2 separate regions of the Sus scrofa genome follow, and region 1 is linked to region 2. A link is a contact called in public Hi-C data. All regions are on one chromosome and are shown on one strand. The core of a region is the stretch at or near the end of the contact, and the rest is flanking DNA. Distances in the headings are between cores, read along the strand shown.

Evidence for each region. A called contact is a pair of places that touch in the nucleus more often than the background predicts.
Region 1: a Hi-C map of omental adipose tissue shows a contact between it and region 2, with 3 times the contacts expected there. The contact joins two enhancer-like sites. A contact is called at or near these places in 3 of 5 promoter capture datasets (fetal liver, liver and skeletal muscle), 28 of 47 Hi-C or Micro-C datasets (adipose tissue, alveolar macrophages, blood and 15 more) and 1 of 2 datasets of contacts at active chromatin or transcription factors (skeletal muscle).

What each region holds. Positions count from the first base shown.
Region 1 is chr6:108,651,794-108,658,237 of Sscrofa11.1, forward strand. LAMA3 (laminin subunit alpha-3) reads left to right here. Exons shown (of 75, transcript XM_003482042.4): 13 at 6,157-6,294. Among named protein-coding and RNA genes, the nearest start is that of LAMA3, 110 kb to the left of the region's middle. Within about 2 kb of position 2,613, at least 3 of the 83 cell types and tissues checked have an H3K27ac peak or open chromatin away from gene starts, as enhancers often do. A contact at or near this core is called in omental adipose tissue, where this site is marked.
Region 2 is chr6:108,473,609-108,480,833 of Sscrofa11.1, forward strand. ANKRD29 (ankyrin repeat domain-containing protein 29) reads right to left here. Exons shown (of 9, transcript XM_021096184.1): 7 at 5,375-5,473; 8 at 145-243. Among named protein-coding and RNA genes, the nearest start is that of NPC1, 27 kb to the left of the region's middle. Within about 2 kb of position 5,408, at least 8 of the 83 cell types and tissues checked have an H3K27ac peak or open chromatin away from gene starts, as enhancers often do. A contact at or near this core is called in omental adipose tissue, where this site is marked.

The sequences.
Region 1 (6,444 bases), core at 1,363-3,862, 180 kb after region 2:
GCAGGTGCGGCTCTAAAAAGAAAAAAAAAAAAAAAAAGAGGAAGAGGAAGAAGAAGAGAAGAAGAGAAAGTCGGAATGCCCAGGGCATCTCCTGTGGAAGCATCAGTACAGGCGAGGCTTCTGTTGGGGCTTATGAATCACTCTCGAGGTGGATTTGGCACTAACCTGGCTCTGTGGTCTGGTGTGGTAACTTCGTCCTGGTCCATATTATTGTTTCTGTGGAAAGACGTCCCAAGTAATGAAGTTTTGGAGCACAAGTTGGGGTTGCCTCCATTTCTATTTTAGGCTGGAGGCACTGATCCGTCATTGACAAAAATGAAGAAGAACTAGCGGGAGCGAGACGGGATGGAGGCCTGCCTCCTCAGGGTCCACTCGGGGCAGACTTAGAGGAGCTTATGATGTTGTGGGCAAGGTTACAGGTCATGAAGATGAGGTCTGTCCGGCAAAACAGGAGAAGGTTCAGCGCAGCCTGCTTCCTGGCGTGGTGGAGGCGGCGTGCCCTGGAGTTTGTTCTTCCAGATTTGAACCACGATGCCCTGGAGGAGTTTGGGCTGCTCCTACATTCTGCAGGCGGAGGTCTCCCTTCTTTAGTGCTTCCTTTTTAAACAGCTTTTGCGACCTTTTAAATTGTTTTCCACGTGGGCCATGTTGAAGCCAGTGGCTGAAGTTCAGACATGCTGAAATCTGAACTTGGTCTAGCATCCAGGTCCAACCCAGTATTTTAATTTGTGATCTTTTGTAGATAAAGTTGATCTCTTGGGCCATTGCATTTTAGAATCAAGTCCACATGGCCCCGAGCACCACATCGGATGGTGCAATATATTTCAGCCGAAAAATGTTGGTGTGGCTTTGCTCTGTCTGGCTTTAAAATTTTTTTAAATCTTCCTTAAAAGAATTCCAAAATCCATCTTCATCACTCTTGCCAATGCAGTCTGGCATTTATGTTTTGTATTAACTTAATTTACTCCAGACTTTAAGTACAAGTCTCTCTCCTCCTTTCATTTTTGACTCACTTAAGTGCCCTGGAGTTTTCTGTCTTGTAGGCGAATGTTAAACCGTGGATGTGAGGCCTCACTGGAGAGTTGTCAATATGTATTTAAATTTTATGTTTACATTGTCATCTGGCTTAGTTCTTTATCTGTAGTCACAAAACACACTGCAGCTCCCTGCAAACTAGGTCATTTGGGGAGTTTACTGTTCCCTTTTCTTTCTGTCATTCCTGCCTTCCTCTCTTGCATTTTTCTCTTCTTATTTTCTTCTTCCTTCTCCTTTTTTTTTTTTTTTTTCCCTAGTGCAATGTGCTAAGTAGCTACCAGTCAGCATGTAAAACAGAGGCCAGGAGTCCTCCTAGGATGAGACACTGAAGACACTCAAAGGGCAGCTGCCTGCGAACCTCAAGGACCCAGGGCCCAAATTGTCCCCATTGGGGTTTGCTGTAGTCTTTGGGTTGTGGTTGCAGGTATTTCCTTAGAAAAGTCCTATAATTGTGATGGTTGTGCATGATTAACCTCCTTCAACCTGTCAGCATATTCTCATGACTCAGACACACTGGCCTGGGGAAGGGGCCACGTGCACGGGGTGACGGCGGATGGTGCTGCTGGGGAAGGCGTCCGACCTGGCAGGCGTCCGCGGAGCCCCACTCCCAGCCTTTCCAAGGGTGAAAACAAAACCCACACGGCCGGGCCACGTTCTGTGCAGTCCGGCTTTGAACTGGCCCCCAGCTTTGTAATTCAGTGTTGGTCTGGGAGAACATTGAGGTGGTTGGAAGAAGCCTTGAGATTTTCTGTAGATTTGATCTGCCCTCAGCCCGGTCAGCCAGGGAAGTGGACGGTAGTAAATATCGTGAAACTGAAATGCTGGCTTTGCGGCTCTGAGTGGAGAAGGTGCCAGCTGGCTTTTCCAACAGAGAAGAAGCTCTAAAATCGTGGGTGAGGAGAGCACCCCGAAACTATAGAGGCTCTGTTTACCTTGTCATCTACATGTTTTCTAGCAGTGTCGCCTCACTCTGTGGACTTTTTCACTGATGGGAAGACGGTGGCATTTCTTGGAGGCATACCTCTCATGGCAGCATTGCGAGATTCCATGAGAAAATATCTGTGGGTAGAACTACGGGGCTGGGCCAGGAAAAGGGTTTCAGGAGTTACTCATTCCTTCATTTAACAAGTATCTCTTTGGCATGGACTGGGAATCAGGACCCTGCTTGATGCTGGCAGATTTGGGGGAGCACAGCCGACAAGCTCCCTGATTCCCCGGACCTTTGTTATCATTGTTTTTCATACTCTTTGGGAATAAAAGTATCTTGAAGTAGAAACCCAATGAGCACATGAGAAGAAAACACTCCAGAGACTCCAGAGGACCTGGATCAAAACAAAGAACAGAACTGAAATATTTGTAAAGCCTGATGATAGCATTTCCAAGAGTGAGAAAAAGGCGGTCAGGTTGGTGTCGGGATTTGCGATTTGGCAGCTTTCACTGATGGTTGGATTGAAGTGCGAAGGGTGATGCCAGATTGAGTAATTCACGATTTAAAATAACATGCATGTGTTTAACACTGCATCTTTGTTGTTACCCCCGGAATGGATCTGCATCTCCGGCGGCTCCCAGGACAAGCGCTCTGGCCCCAGGAGTCAGAGCGGGTATCGGCCACGTTACTCTGGCCGGAGCTGCCCCCTCTGTGCTCCTGGTTCCTCCCGCTGCCCACTGCCAGCCTGAGTGTTTTCCTCTCTGCATTCGCTTAGGCAGCATAGCAGAAAGAACCTGTGTTAGTCTAGTTCTGCAGAGAAACAAAACCCATGGGATGCGTGTCTGTGTGCATGGATATAGATAGATATGGGTATGGAGAGAGAGAGATTGATTTTAAGGAATTGGCTGACGAGACGGTGGAGAGCTGGCAAGTCTAAAGTCTGCAGGGCTGGCCAGCAGGCTGGAGACTAGGGAGGAGTTGATGCTGTAGCTGGGCCCTCGGGAGGCAGAGTTCCTTCCTCCTTGGGGACCTTGGTCTTTTCTCTTGAGGCCTTCAACTGATGGGATGAGCCCACCCACATTGTAGAAAGTAATCTGCTTTACTCCAGATCAGCTGATTTAAATGTTCGTCCCATCTGACAAAACACTTTCACAGCAACATCTAGACTGGTGTTGAGCAAACATCTGAGTCCTGTTGCCTAGGTGATACACAAAAACTGTCACAGAGCCCAAGGGTGTTTCTTCAGTACCCCTAGGTAGGGACTTGATCTTTGCAAACAGGCCACAGGGCCAGGAAAGAATGCTGTCCTGCTGTCTTCCAGGAGTGGGCTGGCCCATTTCTTCATCTCTCTTATATTTAGTTTCTTGATACCATGTCAGTAATTCTCTAGCCCCTCTTCTGGAGTTCTAGCTCTTCGTGGTCAGGGAACATGGGCTTTTCTTATTTGCCTTCACCCCGACACCTAGGCACACAATAGACCTTCAACCAAAGTCTGCTGGATAGGGAGTTCCACCATGGTGCAGTGGTTAATGAACCCGACTGGGAACCATAGAGTTGAGGATTCGATCCCTGGCCTCACTCAGTGGGTTAAGGATCCAGCCTTGCCGTGAGCTGTGGTGTAGGTTGAAGACATGGCTCCGATCCTGTGTTGCTATGGTTCTGGCGTAGGCCAGCAGCTACAGCTCTGATTAGACCCCTGGCCTGGGAACCTCCATATGCCATGGGTGTGGCCTTAGAAAAGACAAAAAGACCAAAAAAAGAGTCTGCTGGATGAATGCATGTAAAATAGGAGGGTGGATGGAGTTCCCTAGTGGCCTAGGGGTTGGGTTTCAGTGTTGCCACTGCTGTGGCTTGAGTTTGATCCCTGGCCAGGAAGCTTTTGTATGCTATGGGTGTGGCTAAAAAAATAAAATAAAATAAAATAAAATAAAATAAAATAAAATAGGGTTCAGTGGAAACAAATCTGACTAGTATCCATGAGGATACAGGTTTAATCCCTGGCCTCACTCAGTGGGTTAAGGATCTGGCGTTGCCATGAGCTGTGGTGTAGGTCACAGATGTGGCTTTGATCTGGCGTTGCTGTGGCTGTGGCGTAGGCTGGCAACTTCAGCTCCAATTTGACCCTTCGCCTGGGAACCTCCATATGCCAAGGGCAAGGCCCTAAAAAGAAAAAAAAAGGGGCGGAATGATGGTAAATCTCCTAGGTCTGCCATGCCCTAATTGGGCCACGCAGAACAAGTCCCACAGCCCACTGAAGTTCCAGGTGAGAAAAGGAGCCAAGTTCCCTTCTAGCAGGGAGAGTTTATTTTACGATTCCGGTGAACAACTCGGGCAAAAGCTACCATTGTCTTTATCACAGAAAAGCATATCAGAGGAGCTCACCCCTCGGGGCCTGGGCTGAATGCTGTCAAAGAGAATGAATGTGGTGTGTTCTCTCCCCTGTGGGAGCTCCATGCTCCAAGGCTTAGCGATGTGGGGCTTTATGGGTCTTAAGGACACCTGCAAATAAATCACTGGAACTGGCCCTTTGTCTTTTCTTTCCCAAGGCCTCAACAAGTGTGGAACTTTTGAAACCTTGCAAATAAGGTTTGCAAAAATCTATCTCTCTCTCTCTCTCTCTCTCTCTGTCTGTCTGTCTGTCTATATTTTTTACTGCATGTATAAATTTGGAAGTCAGGAACGCTAACCCCCTGATTCCTATTAACACAGTGTGAGATGGTCTACAGAGCACATCCCAAGCACCGGGGGACTTGGGTGATCGTATAGCAAGGTTAACAAGAGTGAATACTCACTGAGCACTTCCTCTGGGTAAGCCCTGTGCGCAGTGCCCTTCATGCCTTGTGGCTGCTGGGGGTAGATACTGTCACCAGCTCATTTCTACAAGAGGGAACAGAGACTGAGAGAGCCTCAGCAAGTGCTTATAGTCGTCCAGTTACTAAGTAGCAGAGCTGGTGCTTGAATCCAGACAGGTCTGCCTCAGAGTCTGAAGCCTTTTGCTACAGACTAATTCGGTGACCTTGGGCATGTCACTTAACTGCTTCTTTTTTTTAATTATTTTTTTCTTTTTATGGCCATGTGGCATATGGAAGTTTCCAGGGCAGGGGTTGAATTGGAGCTGCAGCTGAGGCCTACGCCACAGCCATGGCAACATGAATCTGAGCCACATCTCTGACTTACGCTGCAGCAACGCCAGCTCCTTAACCCAATGAGTGAGGCCAGGGATCGAACCCACATCCTCTCAGAGACAGCATCAGGTTCTTAACCCACGGAGCCACAATGGGAACTCCATCACTTAATTTCAGAATTTCACTATGTAACAGTGAAATTCAACAAGATAAGCTCTCCAGTTCTTATGGTGTGAAACTTCCAGCTCAGGAAATCAGTGGGCCATTTCCACTGCTCACCTCTCCCTAGAAGCAGGTCCTGGTAACTGCTGCCCTGTGGGAGGTTAGCCACAGAGACCAGTAGGAACCAGACCCAGTGGGAAAGAGCAGAAGGGAATGGCCAGGACCTGTTCTCTCTATCTGCACATGTTCATGCACCGATTTGAGGTGGATGCAGGGAAACTGGGATGCTTTTACCATCGATTTCCAACCCTTCCTGCATCACTTGTTCATGATTATTCAGTTACACTTGACCTTGAGAAGCTAGGTATGAGGAGGGGCAGACAGGGGATAGTTGTAAAGCAGGGGATAGTTGTAGGCCAGTCTGGACTGGGATGGTTTGCACTTGATCCCCAGAGGAATGTGGAATTAATGTGTCCTCTCCATTGATTCACATCTCCCATCAGCTGTTCCGTCCTCTTTTTCCAATGAGCACTGTTACCGAGGGCAAGAAGCATCCCTAATTCTCATCCACTACTAGCTAGTTGTGCTGAATGTGGAATTAACAATGGAAAACCCCAGCATTTAATTGATTGTTCAGTATGAGACAGGCACTGTCCCCAGCTCTTTCAAGTAGTATCTTTATTTAATCCTGGCAACAATCTTGTTAAGTAGACACTTAAAAAAAAGGAAATTGAGGCTTCGAGCAACTGAGTGACTTGTTTCAGGTTCCAAGTCTGATAATAAGGGGTGGATCTGGAACTTGCATTTGGGTCTTTCAGCTACCCCCCACCCCGGCCGCCCCAACCATGCTCTTATTCAGGCCTGATGCCCTGCTGCCCTGGATCTAACTGAGGTCTTTTCATCCAGCCTGCCAGTGTTCAGCCCTCGGCTCCTACCAGATGCCCTGCAGCCCAGTGACTGGCCAGTGTGAGTGTCAGCCGGGGATCACAGGACAGCGGTGTGACAGGTGTCTCTCAGGAGCCTCTGATTTTCCCCACTGCCAAGGTAGGGAAGATGTCAGGTTGCCAGAGGGCGGGTTCCTCTGAAGTGTGTGTAGCCAGCCTCCCAGAGAAGCCTGCAGACCCCTGCAGACCCACCACTATGCTTTTGATTCTAATCTGCCTGGTCCCCCCCAGTTTGAGTCTATTAAAAATG
Region 2 (7,225 bases), core at 4,158-6,657:
TGACAGCATTTTATGCCCTTCCTGTGCCCAAGTGTGAAGGTAGTGACTGAGGCCAGAGAAAGATGTTGTCTTGGCTTTGGAAGACGCTGCCTGATTTCTCTGCACAGGCGCCTGATAGTGGGAGAAAGATGACTAAGACAGTACCTTGTTTCTCAGTGCTGGGTCCGCCCCTGCTTCCAGGAGCAGCGCGACTGTCTTAATGTTCCCGCTGAGCACTGCCGCATGGAGCGCCGAGGTCCCATTCTAGGAGAAAATGACATTGTGGGTCAGGGGAGAAAGAGCTCCCAGGAATCAGCACTCGGCTTGGCTTTCTTCATGGACCAGCCTGAGTGATGCACCTGTAATGCTGGAGCCTTGCTCATCCTTATCCTCCCTTTCAAAGTCATGTCAGCACCCAATACAGTGTCCTCAAGGACATTGCAGTTAGTCAGTATAAATACTGCCAACATCCTTTTGTAAGTGAAATAAGAGATCTGCCCAGTGTGCACATGACTTCATGCTCACGTGGTTTGTTGTTGTAGATGCATTAGAACTTGCTGTGGGCAAAATAACAGTGCTATATGTCAAACATGTCTTTTTTCCCTTAGAGTCTTTGTGCTTTTGGGGAGCACACTCCCTGCAAGGCTGGAGGCTCAGCCAGCTCACCTCCCGGAGAGCCCTCAGCCCAGCTGCACACGCTCTGCCCACACGGGTGGGCAGGATAGTTACAGGGCTTAAGAGTAAGAGTTGGTGAGGTGAGGACCACCCCACCCCCAGCTCTGAGTTGGAGCATTTCCAGGTAAAGAAGGGCCTAGGGGAAGGTGGCTGACATTTTATGAAATTTTCTGTAAATATTTATTGAAATAAAGGAAGCAGCTGCATGCAGTTGGATTTTGGAAGGGGAGAAGAGATGATAACAAACCTAATAAAAGAAAGATGGGCAAGAGTTTCCTTGTGGCATAGCGGGTTAAAGATCTGGCATTGTCTGCAGCAGCTTGGGTCCTTGCTGTGTTGTGGGTTTGAGCCCTGGCCTGGGAACTTCCATATGTTGTGGGCAACGCCAAAACACACACGCACACACACACACACACACACACACTCTGAAATAACAACAACAAAAAAGATAGGTAGTCATAAGCCATCTGTTCTGGAAGGTACGTATGTCTATGAATAGTACCTAAGTGTAAGCTTAGCTTTCAAATTAACTACTTCGCGTGTATGTGTGTATATATATATATATATATACATACACATATACATATATATACATGTATACATATATACATATACATATATACATATACATATATACATATACACACACACACACACACACACACACACACACACACACACACACACACACATATATATATATATGACACTTTCTGATTTTTTTAGGCAAGTGAAACATACCCGGAGAAAAATTCCAGCAAAGTAGCAGTTTTCCATGTTTGCCATGTGTGGCAATACACTATCTGGTAACAGCTCACTTATCTAAATCCTAACCAACCTACCAACTTTGCCTAAGTGCAACATGGCTAACAATAAAAAAAAAGAGCCAAAAAAGAGCTGTTAGAAACAAGACTAGATATTGGAATGTCCATTACTTTTCTTTTTTCTTCTTTTTCAGCCACACTCGAGATGTATGGCAATTCCAGAGCCAGGGATTAAATCTGAGCCACAGCTGCAAACTCTATCACAGCTTCAGCAACACACTCGAGATGTACGGCAATTCCTGAGCCAGGGATTAAATCCTTAACCCACAGCGCCAGGCTAGGGATCAAACCTGCATATCTACAGAGACAAGCTGGATCATTAACCTATTGCACCGCAGTAGGAACTCCTGAAAAGTCCATTTGTGAAGCTCATTTCTTTTATTCACAGAGAATTTACTTTCATAGACTGTTTATTCTTTCTTTCCAAACAATATTTAAAAAGTACAGATTTCTCACTTCCAAGATTGGAATTAGCTCACTGAGGCAGGAAGGGCCAGGACACCCACCACAGCAGCTCTGTCCCAGCTGACAGCTACAATGGAGCATAAACATATGAAAATCAGATACAAGGCATCCAAAAAGTTTCTGGGGTCATTTAAGGGCAAGGAGACTATTTATTTTTATTTTTTGTCTTTGGTCCTTTTATGGCCACGCCTGCGGCATATGGAGGTTCCCAGGCTGGGGGGTCTAATCAGAACTACAGCTGCCGGTGTACTCCACAGCCACAGCAATGCCAGATCTTTAACCCACTGAGTGAGGCCAGGGATTGAATCTGCAACCTCATGGTTCCTAGTTGGATTCGTTTCTGCTGCACCACAATGGGAACTCCAAGAGCAAGGAGACCTTAGACATGTCAGTAAACCTCAAAAGTACCTAAACTGCTGTCCCAAGTTTAGAACAGGCTGGGTGTCCTCTATTTAACAAAACAAGAGAGTGTACACCAGGAGTCAGCAAACTACAGGCCTCAGGCCAAATTAAGCCGACCCCCCATCACCTATTTTTCTACATCTTGACACGCTCAGAATTTAAGAAGTTAAAAGACTATTTTGTAATGTGAAAATATGACATTTCAGAAACACAATGTCCACAAGTTTTTGTTTGTTTTTGTCTTTTTAGGGCTGCACCCTCGGCAGATGGAAGTTCCTGGGCTAGGGGTCAAATCAGGGCTGCAGCTGCCGGCCTACGCCACAGCTCACGGCAACACTGGATCCCTAACCCAGGAGCAAGGCCAGGGATTGAACCCGCATCCTCATGGATACTACTCAGATTCATTAGTGCTGAGAAATGTTTTACTGGATGCAGCCACACTTTTTGTTGTCCTATTTTCTATGGCTGTTTTCTTTCTAAAACAGCTGAGTGGAGCAGTTCCAACATAGACTGTACGGCTCACAAAGCCTAAAATATTTGGTATCTGGTCCTTTATTGAAAAAGATTGTCAATCTCTGGTAGATATTCTTGTTTATAAATATTTTTATCCAAAATGATTACAACTTAAAGAGTTTCAGGGCTCCGTTTTCTGGAGGACCCAGCCCTCCAGAATGACACATTTGCTGAGGTGTCCAGATGTTTGAGGCTTATTTTATTCCATCTAAGTTAACAGTGTGGATCTTTGCTCCAGATCACAAAGAGAAGCAATGGGAGTACCTGTTCCTCACGTAGCATGGCACATAAATCATGTCTTTCATGACTTGTGGAGGATTTCACAAATCTTCCAATGATAGATCAATACGGTTGACTTTCCAATTTAGTAATTTCATTACTACATTCTAATTTTTTTTTCCCCTAGAAAACTAGGTACCTATAGACTCTGGCTCACACCTTTTATTACCTTCTGATTTCTATCAGTGCCAGGCAACCTCCAACATTAAGAAGTTGTAGGTATGTTCTCTCAATTCAGCTAATCATGCAAATGATACCCAGATTCTACTCTAGTCCTCAAGCACCAGTGTCTTAGTTTCTAACCTGTCTCTTTTGGAGATGGGTAAAATTTCTCCATAGGTCTTACCTTCAAAATACCGAGGGTAGGTGAGAATTTCAGCAGCTCCTCTATAACATTATTATACCCTTTGTTGGCTGCCTTCAATAACGCTGTTGTACCATCCTTTACAGAGGGAGGAAAAGAAAAGTTGCTTATCAACACAGGTGTGTATTGGCTAAGGATGAAGTATTCATTGAGAACCAGGAATATGCTTGTCAGAAAGAAGCAAAATGTGTAAACTAATTCACAGACCTGCAACGTCTCTCAATCTAAGAGCATTTTAGACCATATTAACCAGTTAATGCTGCATGAAAGAATCCCAGACAAAATATGGGACTTCTTACATCACCTTAGAATCCTGCCACTTGGGAATTCATGGTCCTCTAGTCCCTTAGGATATTGGGTAAGGAACAGGAGGAATTCCAACAGGATATTTTTTGGACCTTGAAGGACTAAAGAGGCACTCTCTGCAGTTCACAACTTAGAAATAAATTGTCGAACGTTTTTTTTTTTTTTCCTCTTTTTAGGGCAGCACCCATGGCACTTGGAAGTTCCTGGCTAGGAGTCGAATTGTAGCTGTAGCTGCTGGCCTACACCACAGCAACGCAGGATCCAAGCTGCACCTGGGACCTACACCACAGCTCACAGCAATGCTGGATCCTTAATCCACTGAACGAGGCCAGGGATCGAACCCCCGTCCTTATGGATACTAGTTGGGTTCGTTACCGTTGAGCCACAACAGGAACTCCTGAACTGTTTTTTTTTTTGGCTGTGCCCCCAGCATGTGGAAGTTCCTTGGGCCAGGGTCTGAACTCATGCCCAGCAGTGACTGGACCCGCTGCAGTGACAATGCAGGATCCTTAACCCGCTGCACCACAAAGGAACCCCTGGACTGTTTTTTAATGATTTAAATAATTGTTGAGCTGTATCTACTGTTTTAAAATTTTTAATGTCCTTTTCTTTTGCCTTCCCTTGTATACACCCTTGGTCTTGTCTTCCCTAGGTGCCTGTTTGACTGTGGTGGTGCTGGGGTGAGGGTAGGGAGGGGACAGATTGAAAAGAAGACAAAGATAAGTTCAAATTAATATTCAACTCCTGTCATCCTTTTCTGGCCTGAGAAGAGATCTTCCAGTTTCCCCTTCTGCTTTAATACATCCACTGCTGAATTTGGAGGATTTTGCTGGCAGGATCCTCCTGCAGCAAAGGAAACACCCAGTCTGCTCTAAAGGTTTAGCTGGAATCAGGATGAAGAGGAGAACAAAGGATTTTTCTTTTCTGACCTCAGAGGTTGTGGGAAGAAACCGAAAGAGTGAGAAAGAGGGCAGAGAAGCAGTCTGGTTAGTGGTATGTGTGTCTTCCGGTTTCCTCTTTCTGGGCTCAGACTTGGAAGGGGAGGGGGGGAGTCACATAGGCAAGGGTAATATTAAGGGTGAAAAGGCCAGATACTGTTAAAGAAAATGGCAGAGTGAGGTGACTCCAACTGAGGCTAAGCAAAGGTCAGTGGGGGATGTGGACACCCCAAACCACAGATCCCGTGTGCCAGCTGCACTGCTGCCCAGAGGCTAGCAGGAGGCGCAGCACCAGGCGGACCAGCAGCCGCTGCGGACACACCGATAAGGTCAGCCTAGGCTGGGTCTCCTATCTCCCCAGTCCTCCCAGGTCATCTCAGGTGGAGGAGGATCTCCTAGGAATTCAACATTTCCCCTTAGACTGAACAGCACTTGCTAGGTTTCAACTGATTCAGACCTTCCCCCTGTTTTCCCGCTAAAAGGTGGGTGGAGGTTGGGAGCAAACCCTGGTGAGCTAAAGAGATAATAAAGCAGCATGTTCTCAGCAGAGTTCAACCTGGAGGTCAAGGCTTCCGTGGAAGGCACCACCACCCGAGCCCGCGCGGCGCGCAGCTGTCCCCCACACTCACGTTCCGGGCGGCGTCGCGGTCGGCTCCACGCAGTAGCATCACGCGCACCACCTCGCTGTGGCCCATCTGCGACGCAATCCACAGTGGCGCCGTCCCATCCTGCGGGCAGAGGACACAGCGAGCATGGATCGGCAGGTTAACGCTCCGTGAGAGCTCCGGATGACACGCGACGAGGGCAACTTGAACCCACCTACATAGACCGGCATTTGTCAGTGCCGGGACTACTTGGGTAATTACCAATATTCAGATCTTGGCTTAGAAAAACCATTGCCCCACAGGGTCTTTTGCCCCCTCGAGAGGGGTGCAGTCCCCACAGAACCAAACACCCAGGCAGAACCTCCACAAACCTAGGGAGGAGAAGCCAGCCTGCCCTAACTACCCCACCACCACCCCCATACACACACTCCTCCTGTCTGGGTTCTCCTTGCCCTGCTTCCTGGATGCCCTTAATTCCTGCAGAAGAGGAGGCAGTGTCTTCCAGTAAGGGTCAGAGGGTCAGAAAACCAAAGACATTTCTCCCACTCTTCTCCCTGGTCCAGAACCCCCCACAGCCACGTGGTCTTCAGGGAGGACAGTTTTATGCAGAATGTGATGCTGTGTCTTCTGGGAAGTGCCGAGCACTGGCCAGTGTTAGCAGAGCCCCAGTTTTCATACTTTCTGTGTATTATTCACCCAACCACCCTTTTTTCTGGACCCTAGGCCATGCAGGTGAGGTGTGTTGCTCCAGAGAGGAAAAGGTGAAACATCTAAGGGACAGAGAAGGATTTGACAGAAATAAAAATAGAAAATCTTTCTCCTGTAGAAAGCGAGACAGGCTGGGACCTGGGACCCTTTACTGCAGTGACTGCACCTGGGCAAACGTCTGGAGCAACAGAATACAAAGAGACGAAGGGACTAAAAATAATTGCAGACGTGCAGTTGGAACAGTTAAGACACAGAAAGGCCAAGCCCAAATGCCACTTTTGAGGTGCTGGGAGCAAAATCGGGGTACTGTTCATGACCCCTGCACACAGCACCACTAAGGGGGTAGGCAGACTGCTTAAGCCACTCCTCAGGCGGGACCCACCAATCTGCCCCCACCCGCACCCAATTTAAGAAGCCACTCTGCCCACCCCTCAGGGACTGAGCAAGGGCATCTCTTTTTTGTTTTCACTCCCTCCTGCCCCAGCACGAGGTCCAATAAAGCCTTGTCTGAAGTTCTTGTCTAGCCTCTTATCAGTTTTTATTGATTAGAGAGTTCAAGAACCCAGGTGGGGAGTTCCCATCATGGCGCAGTGGTTAACGAATCCGACTAGGAACCATGAGGTTGCGGGTCTGATCCCTGGCCTTGCTCAGTGGGTTAAGGATCCAGTGTGGTTGTGAGCTGTGGTGTAGGTCACAGACACAGCTCGGATCCTGTGTTGCTGTGACTCTGGCGTAGGCCGGCAGCTACAGCTCTGATTAGACCCCCTAGCCTGGGAACCTCCATATGCTGCTGGTGCGTCCCTAAAAAAGACAGAAAAAAACCAAAAAAACCAAAAAAAGAACCCAGGTGGATAATGGAGGGAGGCACTAAAGAGGGAGTGCAGGAGGTGGGGATCATGAGTGTCTTTGTTTTCCTGCCTCGTTGGGTGGAATCTGGGTTGAGTAAGCTAGACTGCCAGAACCAGATCAATTATGGTGAATTCCAGAGGGGAAAGACTTTCTCTTTCGTTCTTGGGATGAAACCCAGGAATGCTGCAAGCCCCTTATTGACAGAAGAGAAATAGCCATGGGAGTCATATGGGCCAATGTGGGACATGCCCCCAATACCCCCGGGTCCACTTCCACCCAGGAGCCCCCCCCTGCCTGTGGGAGATCAGAAGTGCTGGG